2 separate regions of the Mus musculus genome follow, and region 2 is linked to region 1. A link is a contact called in public HiChIP or PLAC-seq data. All regions are on one chromosome and are shown on one strand. Each heading gives the region's core, a stretch centred on a gene start, on an enhancer-like site or on the middle of the called end of the contact. The rest is flanking DNA. Distances are from core to core; before and after follow the strand shown. Region 1 holds the start of Rcbtb1 (regulator of chromosome condensation (RCC1) and BTB (POZ) domain containing protein 1). Region 2 overlaps Cdadc1 (cytidine and dCMP deaminase domain containing 1).

Region 1 (6,998 bases), core at 2,653-5,152:
TAAGTGTCTGAATAGTGGTATAGCTTCAATTAATGAGGACCCTTTAATGAGGACCCTTGCTGCATTCCCTTTTGAAATGATCCCCAATTGAATATGAAGACCCTTGAACCAGTGGCTTTATAGATGTGATTAAAGTGCCCAAGTGGGCATGGGGGTTGGTGGAAAGTAGGGGTATCACCACTTTCATGCTTTTGTGCTCTCATTGCACAGTGTGCTCCTTTGGGAGGGGTGGTACAACCCCATACAATGGTCAATGTTTAGACCACCTCTGTCACCCAACACAGGTGATCATTACAAGCTGGCTCTTCTGTCATGCTGTCAGCTGGCTGCTTTGTTGCTAATGAGGTCAGTGGATTCCAGGTAGTGTACCATGTGACCAGTCCATTAGCTTCTGTAGAAATGTGAGCAAGGCTGTCTCATTTGCTGTTAAGTAGGTTCTTTGTTCTGATGCAATGATAGGTGGAATCAAACTGGTGAATCAAATAGAACATAAACTGATGACATTGTTCAAGCCTAATGAAGTGAACACAATCCCTGGGTCCCTTAGTTGAAAGAGGGCTAGCTCTTCAAAGTTTTCCTCTGACCTCTAAACATAGACTGGTGTGTGTGTGTGTGTGTGTGTGTGTGTGTACATACAGAACAATAATAAAATTTAAAATTAAATATAGTATTATTGGCTGAGATCCTGAAGTAACAAACATAAAAAAATACTCACCTATCCTACTAAAATAAATGGCTTCCCTCTCCTGAGTGTAAAGAGCCCAATATGATCAATTTGCCACCATCTTGCTGGTTGCTATTTTCAAGTGTTACCTCCCCACTTTATATTACGTAGAATCTTGGCAATGGTCTCTGCTGGTGGCAGTTTGCAGTTGTTAGATTAACATCGGTGAGTAAGAGATCACGAAGTAGGTCCATGTGTGGCTATCCTCTTCATAGCTATGCCATCTCTGTTCCTGAATCTGCTGTGCCAGTGTAAGGATAGTTGATGGTAAAGCTGATTTACAGACCATTGAAATGTTCAGCAGTAAAGGGTCCTGCTGCCAAGTCTGATGGCCTGAGGTTGATACCCAGTATCCACATCGTGAAAGGGAAAAACTGATTACTACAAGCTGTCCTCTGACCTTCACAGTTGTGCGAAGACATCTACCTGCCTGCACATTTGCAAGTGCTCATACAAAGATGGGGGTTGGGAAGGAGGGAAGAGAGTCAATAATTTGAGAGGCAATCTGGGGAACATGGGAGGAGCTAGAGGGCAGAAAGAGGAGGGGCACAAATAATGTAGATACAATACTTATGCATGAAATTCTTAAAAACTTCAATTACAAAGAGGTAGAGCTGGCATTTAAGAGATTTTAACACAGATTTAAGCATAAGGTTAATGAAGAAGTGCTGGAACAGATGGAAGTGTCCTGCCAAGCACATGGGTGTCTGCTTCTCAAGAGAGAACGTGTTATTATCTTTGTCAGATGGGGCTCTGAGTCTGGGGGCACCTGCCCAAATTCCACATTACTGTTTCCTAGAACAAAATAACACAGAATGAAGAAACATGATAGAAATAGAGGTTCTATTACAGAGGAGAAAGGCTCTCCTCAGAAAGGGAGGGATCTAGAGAGGTGGGACAGGGCTGGTCCTCTAACACCCTCAGTTCTCAACAGCATGACCCTCATAGGTTATGTAAACAGCTTCACCCTTCTCCCACACTCAGAAGGCCATCCCAAAGGCTTTTCTCCAGCACGCTCCATTTTGTTTCCTGCAGCTTCTGGGAGGGATTTCCAGGCCTTTTGCTAACTGGCTTCTTTCATGTTAATCATAATGCTTTTTTTCTTGTTTTAATCCCCACCATATTTTGAATTTGTTATAGTTGTATATAATGGATGTCGGTGGCTTCTGAAGTTGCATCTCCAAGGGCTCCTAAGGAAGATTAAATGGGGCTACAGTGGATAGAATTACAGCTGAGAGGTAAAAAACAAGATCTAGATCACAAGGATGTGTGGGGAAGGTGGATGTTTTCAATGTTTACAGAGGTTAATATTTCACTGCGAATGAAATCTGCCTGCATCTACATTTGCTTGTACACACACACACACACACACACACACACACACACACACACATAGTCTGCATGCATCTACATTTGCATGTGCTGTCTCTCCCTCTCTCTCTCTCTCTCTCTCTCTCTCTCTCTCTCACACACACACACACACACACACACACACACACACACACACAGTCTGTCTCACCAGAGAGACAGAGAGAGACAAAAGAGAGACCAGACAGAGACACACAGAAAGATTATCATTTAAGAATCCTACAAAACATCTGGGATAGAAGTAAGGTGGTGTTCTAAGGACAGATACACTCAGACCTTATAGTTCATTGGTATTCTAACCTTCTTACTAGAAAATATTTCCATAAAAAAGGAATACTGTCTCTCTGTAGGCAACCTTCAGCACAAACATTAATTGTACTCTATTTGCAGCTGCAAAACGCTTCAGAAAGACTCTGTGGTAAGGGACTCCTTTCTTCCCTATGTTCCCATAATTTTCCATTTCTATCCTCCCTCAAGTCTACCAAATTTCCATATTTTTGGTGTTGCTCTTCCATTGGCTGATAGTGAGAGTCTAGTCAGTTCTCAGTTATTGTAGTAAGACCATATAGCCCTGTTATGAAGAGTTCATAATATGTGAGATCAGGTAACAATAGATACTTAATCTCTTAGATGCAGAGTAATACATTTACCTGCATTGTGAATTTTCTGTTTTGAGTATGTAGTATTATAACTAGAGGAGTAGTTGTAGCTGAGGCTGTCTCAATGAACTTTTACAACAACTGAAGATGTTAAGTCTGCAAGAAGAATAGATGGTGTCTGACCTCAATTTTGAAAGATGAGAGACCGATGAATATTTTGGGAAATGTTAGGAAAAAAAAAAAAAAAACCAGAGCCAGAGTCATTAAACTGGTAAAAACAGATTTTACCCAGGGACTAGTACAACAGAAAGAAACATTAGGGTATAAAATAGGGCTCAATTTCTATATTGCAATAATTTCTAAGTAAAATCTGTTTTTAACCTCTTCCTCCTGTTTTTTCTTTGAGAAAGGAAATGGTGATTCTGAACATTTGAGATCAAGGCAAAAGAATGAACAAACCCTGAGAGGCCTACAGCAATTTAAGGTATATATATATATATTTAAAAATGTAATCCACCGAAAGTACTCAAGAGAAACAAGAATTCTCTATAGGGGGGAAGCACGTTGTAGTTACTATGTGCTGACAGAAAGGTTTTTGGACCGCATCTGCTTAGTGGTAAACAGAAAACAAAGGGGATTTGTATTTACCGCTGGGACCTGAAAAGGGAAAGGTGAGTCTAAACAAGATAGCTTGAATGTTGGGGTGCCAAGTGTAGACTTTGGTCTCTAGTGCCAAATGGGAGAGCCTAGGGCGGTAGGGGACTTTACAACTGATAAGCTTCTTCTGATAGACGCACAAAGCACAAAGCACAAAGCGGCCGCTCCCTTCCGGACCTCAGTTGTACCCGCTTAACACAAGAAAAGTTCTGGGCAGAGAGAGAGCTTTCAGCAGCCTTGCCTCTGCCCTCCTGACCTAGGCGTCCTGGCCTTCCTCGGACCGGGCAGAGACACGTGTCCTGAAGACCAGCGGCCTGGGATGGGCGGAGCGGGAGGAAGGCCACGCTCTGCTGCCATCCTGGGACGCCTTCGCCTTCCGGTCCTCGCGGGAGCCACTACGGCGCCCCTGCGCTGCGCCAGCAGCCCGGTCTACAACCAAACCCGAGCGGGAACCTGAGCAGACAGAGGGCGCGCGCTGCGCGGGGCGCTCCGGTGTCACGTGACGCGACCCGCCCACGTGACCGGCGGCCCGGGCGCTTGTGCTCGCTCCCGGTTTTGGGGGGGAGGAGCCGGCTACGGCTAAGGCGGCGGCGGCGCAGCGGAGTCAGGGCCTGGCCGGGCGGCCTGACAGGTAGAGCGCTGCAGGGCGGCGGTGCGGGCGAGCGAGCAGGCGAGCCGGACAGGGCCTTGTTCGGCCGCTGGCTGCTGAGTCCGCGCCCTCCCGAGGGCCGTGCGCACCAGGCGCGTTCGCGACTCCCCGGCGACGCGCACCCCGCACCGGGCACCCGCGGATTCCGTCTTGCGGGCGCTTCCCCCAGGTGTGCGGCGAGCCGAGTACGTGGCGTTGCCCGCGGCCTGCCTCTGAGGAGCTGCGCTGTCCGCCCTGCGGGGGAGGAACCCGGAGCACGCAGGTTAGCGGTGGGAGGCTGACTGCTGCAGAGCGCCGAAGCCGAGGGTTGCAGTTTTATAAGACAATACAGCTTGCTTTTAGAAACATTCATAGTCTCCCTCGCCTCTGCCCCGTTACTGCTACGAGGATTAAAGCTCGTGGTGGGCAAAACAATCGGAGTTTCTGAGACTGGCGTGCGCTGTAGCGGGCGTAGCATCAAAAGCAAGAAATGCTGGCAGGCATGAGATGATGCTTACGGGACCCTTACGGGAGTTTAGAGTGTCTTTTAAATTTTGACTTCAATTTAAATCACAACAGGATTTAGGTTCTCTTCTTCTGTGGCCTGGGTTTTACTCCATTGTGTGAATACCAGTACTTCGGGGCGGGTTTTTTTTTTTTTTTTTCCTTTCCCCCTCTTTGTGCCTATTGAAGAGGAAGTGATGCGTTAATCTTTGAAGTGTTTCTTCTGTGATTTTTAAGTCTTATGATCCGAAGTGTTAAGTTCTACGAATCTCAGAACATATACAGGAAACCAAAGCTATGAAGCTCGTAGCTTAAATTTTGTGTTCTAAGGTTTTAAACTGAGTGCCTGTGTGTACCAGAAAGTGAGAAGTCTGGGGTCTTTATCCGAGAGTCATGCAATTGAATTGCTCTTTCTGCATTTGGTACTTAAAAGGAAGCATATGAAACAAAGGTTGGGCCTTCATGCGTTTACAGGCCTGACAAGACATTGAAATACATTTTCTTTCTTAACTAGGATCTATAGTTAAAAAATTTTAAGACAGTACATTACCTTATATGTATCCAGAGATGTGATAAAAACTGCTGGACTTTAACTAGAATAGATTTCCTAACATGTCAGTTAATTAATCTACTATGTAATTTGGCTCACAATATAGACGAAAAATTTCAAGTTTTCAAGTATATCTAGGCCACAATATACGGTTTATAAGAAGTCTACAGATCGAGTTCCAGGACCATCAGAGCTACACAGAGAAATCCTGTCTTGATAACAAGCAAAACATTTACAAGCTAAGAGTGAAGAAAAATTTAGAAAATATAAATAAATATAAAGAAGAATGTACATAATCTGTAATTTTACACCTAGAGAAAACATCTTATATTTTAGAGTGTGAGTTCTATATACTTTGGAAATTTGAGGAGTTCCAGAGTTTCCACAGTAAGATTTCAGATTGTAAGAAAAAGCCACTAGCAAAAGTTTGGGCACTGAAGCTACCAAAATCTGCTTGATTCTAGAATTTAGATACTGAATATCAGTTCAAATAACTAGGCTACTGTTGTATTCTGGGAGTAGTAGATAGACTTTATCACACTCACGTACTGGAGTTCATTTGAGAAGGTCTTTTCTGAAACCTCTGAAGATGTTAGGAAAGTCTGTAGTTTGTGAACATGAACACTTCATGTGTCCAACTGTTAGCTGGGATAACTTTTTGATACACGAGAAAAAGTTGTGGGGACAGAGAGTCCCAATAATGAACCCTGAGCACAAACTTCTTGTCAACTTGACTAGTGGCATGCTTTGGTGACACATTTTTAAATCTTATATCACAGAGAAATATACTAAATTAAAGTGAAGACTGTGTAACTGACTAAATATAAAACTTACTTCCTTCTATGTCTTTGGTTATTACTGATGAGGTTATGTTACTGATATTAACACTTGGTGATATTATTTGAATTACGAAGGTGCCATGTTCTCCCTGTGTGGTTTGTCCTTTGATGAAGTTAGCATCATGCTTATAGTTTAAATCCTTGGTTTTCAAAAGATGTTAGATCTTCCATAAGCACATATGAGAGAAGGAATCTTAAGCAAAATGTCATTTCTAATGTGTTTGTCACTTTAGAAATGGACAAACAAAAGGTTAGCTTTCCTACGAGTACTCTGGGCAGCTTCCTGTTCCACTTCAGACCAGAGCTTTAAAAACAACAGAAAGAAAGACCTCTTTCCTGGGGGAGAGAATTCTGAGATCAGAATGTACCTCTAGACTGTAGAATCTAGACAATGGTGTTTAACTTCTGGGCTCTGTCTTACCTTTTTTGTTTTGTTTTGTTTTGTTTTGTTTGTTTCTTTGTTTTTAGGACAAGGTCTCACTATGTAGCCTTGGCTGGCCTAGAACTGGCCATGTAGGCCGTACTAGCCTTGAACTCATACAGGTCCTCCTGCCTCTGTCTCCTTGGTGCTGGAATTAAAGAGAAGTATCTTTTGTCATAGTCCATATCACAGGATTTGTTTTCTCCTGCTAATCCTATAGACACTTGGGTGGTTTGTTTCTCAACCAGAGCACATGATTTCAGTATCAGCTCTTATAACAATGAAATGTCAGATACTCCGTTGTAAAATTGCCAGAAACGTACAGACAGTGATATAAAAGCAGCCCCTTGGGTGACAGGGCTGAAGAAATGCTCCCAGGGGCCATTACTGTAGGTTGTATTTCAAGTCAAATAATTTCTGGCTCTCAAGGAAGGACAGCTATAGCACCTTCCATTCTCCTCTTAAACGATGACTTCGACATGTCAGGGTTGGGAAATTCTAGGACAGCAAGTAGTCATGGTGTCTGCACATGAAGCTGTGAGGCTGATATTCAGTGACCTCTGTACCGGTGGCCTTAGCTGTGTCTGATGAAGACAGCATGCAGTGTTTATAGACTTAAGTCTTGTCCCAGTTCAGGGCATGCTATCTTTTTCCAGTTCTGTAAGTTGTGGTAGCAGTTGGGACAGTGATAGAATTAGTGTCTCAGCA
Region 2 (6,998 bases), core at 2,304-4,803, 370 kb after region 1:
ACACCGGTGGTTGTGGTCTCTGAAGATGCCGGTGAGTCTGCTCATGGTATCACTGGATATTGCTATCTCTGCTGCTGCTGGGAAGGAGCTGCTGGGTCAACCCAGTTCCCATCGGATTCTCCCTGTTGTCAATCTGAGTGAGAGTCTGTGTGCTCCACAATGGCTTCATCCCTAGGGACTCTCTGGCTTTTCCTAAACTTTCTTTACAATATCTCTTGGTGTCGAACAGTATCAATTTGTCAATTCTTTTCTTTTATAATCAGCATTTTTCTATGTCCTAAACTATATTTATGTGTATGTGTGTTATACATTATATACATATGATATATATATACATATGATATATATTTCTCCAAGTCATAAAAATACCTAGAATTTTCTACAGCCCCTCACCTTTTAAATTATCTTTTCCTCTAATCATTAACTCTTAGGGTTAGGCCTCGAGTATTAGTGAGGTAAGAGCTTGTCATCATGCTCTTCGCAAACTTGCCAGCAGTCTGCATTAGGTAGTCCATTGTTTAGCTGCCTCCCTCAGAGGCCAGCCATGCCTATTATCAAACGGTGGCCTACCTTACCTACTGTTTAACAACTGTATTAATCATTTCTCCAAATTCCAGTTTCAAAATTTCCTGATCCTTTTACATAATAGTTTGTTCACATTTTTGCCTGCACTGTCCCCCAAATCATATTCCTCCTGCCTCCGCTTCCCTGGAGCTGAGATTAGATGCATATGCCACCACCGGCCGCCTCACCTCAGTGGCACTTGCAATTACATTCTATCCCGTTTGGTAGTTCTGATGCAGAACCACTGGCTAACCGTGTGCTAGCTTGCTGCTGCCCACTCCACTCATGCCGAGTGCCCTCCATGCTTGTTCGTGTCTCAGTTATGAAGTCACATCCTACATCCTGTGGGTCTAAGCTGATGAGCGACCTTCTTTGAGAAGCCTGCATTTGCTTCCACTGAGGGGCCACTGGAACCTGAGGAGGAGCCTGGAAGCCCCAGGGCAGCCTCAGCCTTAGTTCACCACTTTTCAGCAGATCCCCCCACGCCCTGGGCTTGAGTAGCTGACCCCAGGCTGGCTTACGGCAGCATGAACAGCTGTCCTGGGGCACCTCTGACTTTAGTGTTTGCTTACTTTGCAAGCCAGATTCTAGCAACACATTCCTCTTACCTCTATTTGTTGAGGGGAATATGGGTCTCTGAACATTGCCTTTATCATCTTGAAAGTTTTGTGTCTATTTAAAAAGAATGCCTTATCTGGGCTCTGTTTTTACAGCATAGGATACTTGGGACAGTCACTCAGTACCACCTCCCTTCTGTGTGTCACTGCCTCTGTCACTGAGATTGCATGAGGCAACACGTCTCCATTCCTCGCTGACAGCCAGACAGCTGGATATGGCCAGGAGTCAAGCCTCTGCCTAGCAAAAAAGCTGAAGTTTGGCTTCCATTTCTCCGACTCTCCTGTTTTTTGTTTGTTTGTTTTGTTTTGGTCTGTTTTTTGTTTGTTTGTTTGTTTGTTTTGATATTTTAAACAGATGTGAAGTGTAAAAGGGACCCACACAGCATCTGAGTCCTGTGTATGATGGCCAGGGGAGAGAAATCCATAGAGCTGCTGTGTTGACGCGGGCTGGGTGGGAAGGACAGGGGAGTACAATGAGTAGCATGTCTCTTTATACTGTAATGAGACATGCTGACCTTACACTATGCTGGAGGGGACACAGCTCTGAATGTACAGAGGCCAGTGAGCTCTTCACAGTAAGTAAATTATACACTATGAAGCTGTTCCATAATTGAAAAGGAGATAACCATATTATTTATTGATATAAAATTCTTGTTTAAAAAGTGCATCAAAACATAAGCTAGGCTTAACAAACTGTCACCAAGAAGCGCACACTTGACTGGGTGGCTGAGACACTGCCTGACACCCCCGCCGCCTTCCTTGTCCTCGACTCCATTCTCCATTCACCCGCAGGCATGTCTTCCTCCTCCTGAGATACCGGACCCAGGCCCTTGGTTGATCTTAAGTGGCACGTGTCTTCTGTTCCGTGGCTTGCCTTTACACCCTCTTAGTGGGATCTTTTGATGGACAGATGCTCTTAATTTCAACAGACAAAGGAATGTGTCTTTCTACAGTTAGCATGGTACACTCTCTCCCTAACTACAGGACACTCACACTGGCCCTCAAACACCTTTGATCAGGGTCACATTTTTTATTTCCTTAATTTCTTAATACAAATTTAAAAGGAAAATGTAGTTATTATGTATTTTTCCAGACTGTAAATGATAAGACATCCATGTTTTCATAGAAACCTTTGTATTTCTGGGTTTTTAAAGATTACCAAGTCACTGCTGCTTTAAGAAAATATACAGGAGATTGCGGTTACTTAGAACCCAGACAATCACAATCAAGCTACTGTTTTAAAACAAATCTGCATAGCATCACGTTCAATGATCTTTACTTACAGAATTGTAAAAACTCTCATGATATATTATATCCAATATGGTTTTACTTAATATGCAAATAATAAAGGTGAAGACTAGTGACTCACTTGAGGTAAGTTTTGCTTCACTAAGGTATTAACGTAAACAGGATCTTTCCATTCTCCCAGCAACCTGGGCCACTGTGTCTTTACTCTGGAACAACACAGATGGCCTCATTGCTCGGTCTTCACAATCTGTGCTAAATACTCACAGCTCCCCTCTCTCACTCCCAAGAAGCCTTTGCATGAATGTAGGAGATGCTGTTGCTCGCCGTTCCAAACAAATGCAATTCATAGATTCAATCTGCATGCAGTCATTTACATTCCTGGAGTAATTGGCAAGCAGCACTTCACACGGCTTCTCACGTAACACACATGTATGAACAAGTTGGATAAGTGAATGTAATCTTTAGAAATGACAATCCTGCATTTACCCACACGTAGGTTCATCATCAGATCTTAAGAACTCACTATCTACCACTCCTTAGCATCACCACCTCGACAGAATGCTTAGAAATACTTACTTTCTCTCCTTTCAGGCTCATTTGGGTCAAGACTATAAGCTTCAGACGGATTCAACTGCCACTGTAGGAGGTACAGATATTTTATTCATATGTTTAAAATGAGTTAATAAACAGCACATCAGTACCTTGCTTTTCATTATCAAAATAGCTTTTAGAAGCCCACGTGTGCATGCCTCCTGAGGCACTGACCTTGAATGACCCTCAATCAGATCAATCAGATCACTTGAATCAGAATCAGAATCAAAACCCTCAGAGAAGGGGCTCTAACCGTCCTTTGTACTCATTTTATAGGTGCTAAACGCGAGAACTGAAGAACTAAAGAACTAAGTAACTTCCCCCAGGTCACAGTGACATAAGGCAGAGACGGATAAGATTCTGCATGCCCATAACAAACCAGGAACCATCTACCTCCAGGACCCACTGAGGTGTTTTTTTAATTTTGTTTTTAACGTCTGTTACTATTGTTATTTTTCTCATCTTATGTCCCCAGTGCTGGCTGAGTTCCTGGTGTTTGACAAACATTTGGTCGGATCATATGAGTACAGGCAATGCCTCTGAGTCACACTTCCCTGCACAGTCTTCCCATGGCTCAGCATTTATTTATTATATGTGTGTACACTGTAGCTGTCTTCAGACACTCCAGAAGAGGGCATCGGATCCCGTGACAGATGGTTGTGAGCCTCCATGTAGTTGTTGGTATTTGATTTCTTTATTGTTTCTACTTCCATTTTTAGATCTTGGATGGTTTTGTTCAATTCTTTCACCTGTTTGGATGTGTTCTCCTGTATTTCTTTAAGGGAGTTATTTATTTCCTTCTTATAGTCCTCCATCATCATCATCATCATCATCATCATCAAGAGAAATGACTTTAGATCCATATCTTGCTTTTCTGGTGTGATGGTGTATCCAGGACTTGCTATGGTGGGAGAACTGGGTTCTGGTGATGCCAAGTAACCTTGGTTTCTGTTGCTTCTGTTCTTACACTTGCCTCCTGCCATCTGATTATCTCAAGTGCTCACTGCCCTCAATATATCTGATTGGTGCCTGTCCTTCCTGTAATCCCGGTTGAGTCAGAACTCCTCAGAGTCCAGCTTTCTCTGTGATCCTATGATTCCAGAATCCCGTGATCCTGAGATTCTGGGTGTGTCAGAGTTCTTGGCAGTTAAACTTCCTCTGAGACTCTAAGATCCTGGTATGACCAAGCTCCTGGGATCCTGGAATCCTAAGATCCTGGAATCCTAAGATCCTGGGCGTGTTAGAGCACCTGAAAGTGGCACCTCCTCTAGGGACTATGGGGCTGTCCGCTGTGTTTGAAACCAAGGTAGACCAGAGCCAACCAGAAGGAGCTCGAGCCGCTGGTCAGGCGGGGCTCCTGTGTCCCTGTTCCTGCTGGCCCCAGGCACTCCCAGTTGTGTTGAAACAGATGTTGTGTTCCACTCACCAGTGATCCCAAGATCCTAGGCGTGCTAGGGCACCTGGGGGATGGAGAGTCCTCTGGGACCATGGGACTGTCAGCCAAGTTCTCTGCCAAGGTGGCCTGGAGCTGGCGTCAACCGGAAGGTGGTTGCTGGGATTTGAATTCAGGACCTTTAGAAGAACAGTGCTCTTAACCACTGAGTCATCTCACCAGCCCCCTCAGCATGAGAATTTAATTCAGCATCACCTGGATTTTGTCCTACAGCAAGTTTGCCACAGCATGATGTCACACAGGACTGGCTAAGGATGGGAGAGGCGTGAGGGATGTGGTGCCTGTTAGCGAAGAGGGAATCCACCAGGCAGTCTCTTCAGATGATCTCTGTGCCGTAGGGACATTCTCCTGTATGGACTGTCTCAGGCAGCAGGCAGGCCCTCTGGCTCCTATTGGAGCTAAGGATGGTGGCTATCTATCTCCCCATCACTCAACTGGAAGTTAAAGTTCCCAAGTATGTGTGCTGGTGTCCCAGGCTTGGGAATCACTACCACATTCCCCTGGATATGAAACCAAATCAGAACCTGGGCTGAGGTTTTCTTATGTTTTGTAGTGGTCTCTTTGATCTTGTAATCCTCTAATACTTAATGGTCCTCTGGCTTGGTCCAAGGCCTGTCTAGAGAACCCAGGGCTATGGGATGTGATGCTGATGATCTTGGAGTGTCAGCAGTAGATTGCACTGTCCAGGCTGAGATACAGGGCAGTCAGCCTGCATGGCCATTGGTTTGTTTCAGTTCAGGAACCTTTCAATCTGGAAGCTGTCGAAGCTGGAGATGGCCAGGGCTTTCACCAACTCTTTATCCACCAGTTCCTCCCTGACCTCCTATGCATCCAAGAAGGCTAATTTAACTGTGATAATACTGACTTAATGATTTTTGTGAGAATAACGTCTTTCCTGTGGCCACTGAGTAAGACAGAGGTGCAAACAGTTCAGTTTCAGACCCAGTGGGTCTTCTGAAAGGCTTCTTCTGCAGTTTTCTCAATGCAGGTAGACCACAACTTGCTGACAATGAAAAGGTCACCTCACTTCTCTTTGGTATGACCTCGGATGGCTTGGCTTCTTCTTTATTCTTGTTATAATAAGCATATGCAGTCAATGTGGCCACTTTCATGGCCTTCTTGACTTGGTCTGGAGGAGACTTCTAGGTGTCCAAGCTCACAGTGGCTATCTTAGCTTTGTTAATGAGCTTCATGAGGGTGCCATGGTTGTTGCAAAAATCTTTTTGAGCGAGCAGATGTCTGTGTTGAGTTGCTGTTGTTGTTGTTGGTGGTGGTGGTGGTGGTGGTGGTGGTGGTGTGTGTGCACCCTGTAGTGGCCAGAGGAGATGACAAGCATCTTCTATTGCTCTTCACCTCATTGCCTTGAGACAGAGTCTCTCACTGAACTGGAAGTTCTTAGTCTTTCAGCCAGGCTGGTAGCCAGCAATCCTTGGCAATCCTCTTGTCTTATTCCTTTATTCCTTGCCCAGCTCTGCAGTTATAGGCACACATGGTCATGCCTGTATTTTATGTTAATTCCAGAAATCCACACTTAGGCCTGCATATTTGTACAGCAAGCACTCTTTCCCATTGAGCCATCCCTAGCCCATCTACTGAGTTTCATACTAGCTAAAGAAGGCCTGAGCAATAAAAAATAAACATGTGACTCAGACCTGGGTCACTTATAAAAATAGGATGGCTGAGGTTAGTCCCAAGAGAGAGACAAGACAGGGAAAAGATGCTCAGTAGAGAAAGTGCTGGCCACATAAGCATGAAGACCTGAGTTCAGATAACTGCACCCACAGAAATGCCAGGCACAGTGGGGAGCCTGTAACCCTGGAGTTGGGGGTGGAGAGATATGTGGGTTCTGGAGGTCACAGCCAGCCAGTCTAGCTGGAAAGGGTGAGCTCCATATTCCGTGAGAGATGGCGAGTAATACAGAGTACTGACATCACCCTCCGACCTGGATTTGGAGATTCATTGGTGAGCTTATGCATGTACGCACATGTATAACACACAGAGAGAGGGGAAGGGGGGAGGGATTTATAAAGAGTAGGTGGGGAGTTAGTTACATAAGAAATTATCAAAACAGGGACGTTTGAAATATACCAAACCACCAAAATCTATTACTTTGGGAAAAACTGTAAAAATTAGTAACTTTAAACTTTCATCTCAAAATATTTATAGAAAGACTTTTTACAACTACAAAAATGGAAATAATATAGTTATATAACAAAGGAAATAATTATATAAGCTAGGTGTTCAGGTTGGAACGTGTTTGATTATTAAAAGCAACTTTTGGAACTTTTAACAACACAGAAAATACAGTAACATGTTGGTCATGTTCTATATAAGTTACAGAATAATGCAGCTTGGAGTGTTCCTAGTCTTCTACAGAGAGCACATTCTGCTTTAATAACAACATATCCATGTGTATGCAGTACATGTGTGCTTTGATTCCTGATGCTCAAACTGTATAAGCAGGAGCCCAAGGCTGACATTTCAAACAGCTCTTTATAAACGATCCTACTCACTGCACATTCTAG

The links. HiChIP or PLAC-seq counts read pairs in DNA pulled down with a chosen protein or histone mark.
Region 2: an H3K4me3 HiChIP or PLAC-seq map of bone marrow-derived macrophages shows a contact between it and region 1, with 2.6 times the contacts expected there. The contact joins the enhancer-like site here to the promoter of Rcbtb1 in region 1. A contact is called at or near these places in 4 of 39 promoter capture datasets (embryonic stem cells, hippocampal neurons, liver and 1 more), 1 of 484 Hi-C or Micro-C datasets (olfactory sensory neurons), 5 of 115 datasets of contacts at active chromatin or transcription factors (bone marrow-derived macrophages, embryonic stem cells and large pre-B cells) and 4 of 9 other capture datasets (adipose tissue, liver, macrophages and 1 more).

Annotation. Positions count from the first base shown.
Region 1 is chr14:59,197,326-59,204,323 of GRCm38.p6, forward strand. It overlaps Rcbtb1 (regulator of chromosome condensation (RCC1) and BTB (POZ) domain containing protein 1), which reads left to right and starts at 3,903. Exons shown (of 12, transcript NM_027764.2): 1 at 3,903-4,259.
Region 2 is chr14:59,565,943-59,572,940 of GRCm38.p6, forward strand. It overlaps Cdadc1 (cytidine and dCMP deaminase domain containing 1), which reads right to left. Exons shown (of 10, transcript NM_027986.3): 9 at 3,006-3,066. It also overlaps the pseudogene Gm18835. Among named protein-coding and RNA genes, the nearest start is that of Cdadc1, 29 kb to the right of the region's middle. Within about 2 kb of position 3,554, at least 10 of the 459 cell types and tissues checked have an H3K27ac peak or open chromatin away from gene starts, as enhancers often do. A contact at or near this core is called in bone marrow-derived macrophages and macrophages, where this site is marked.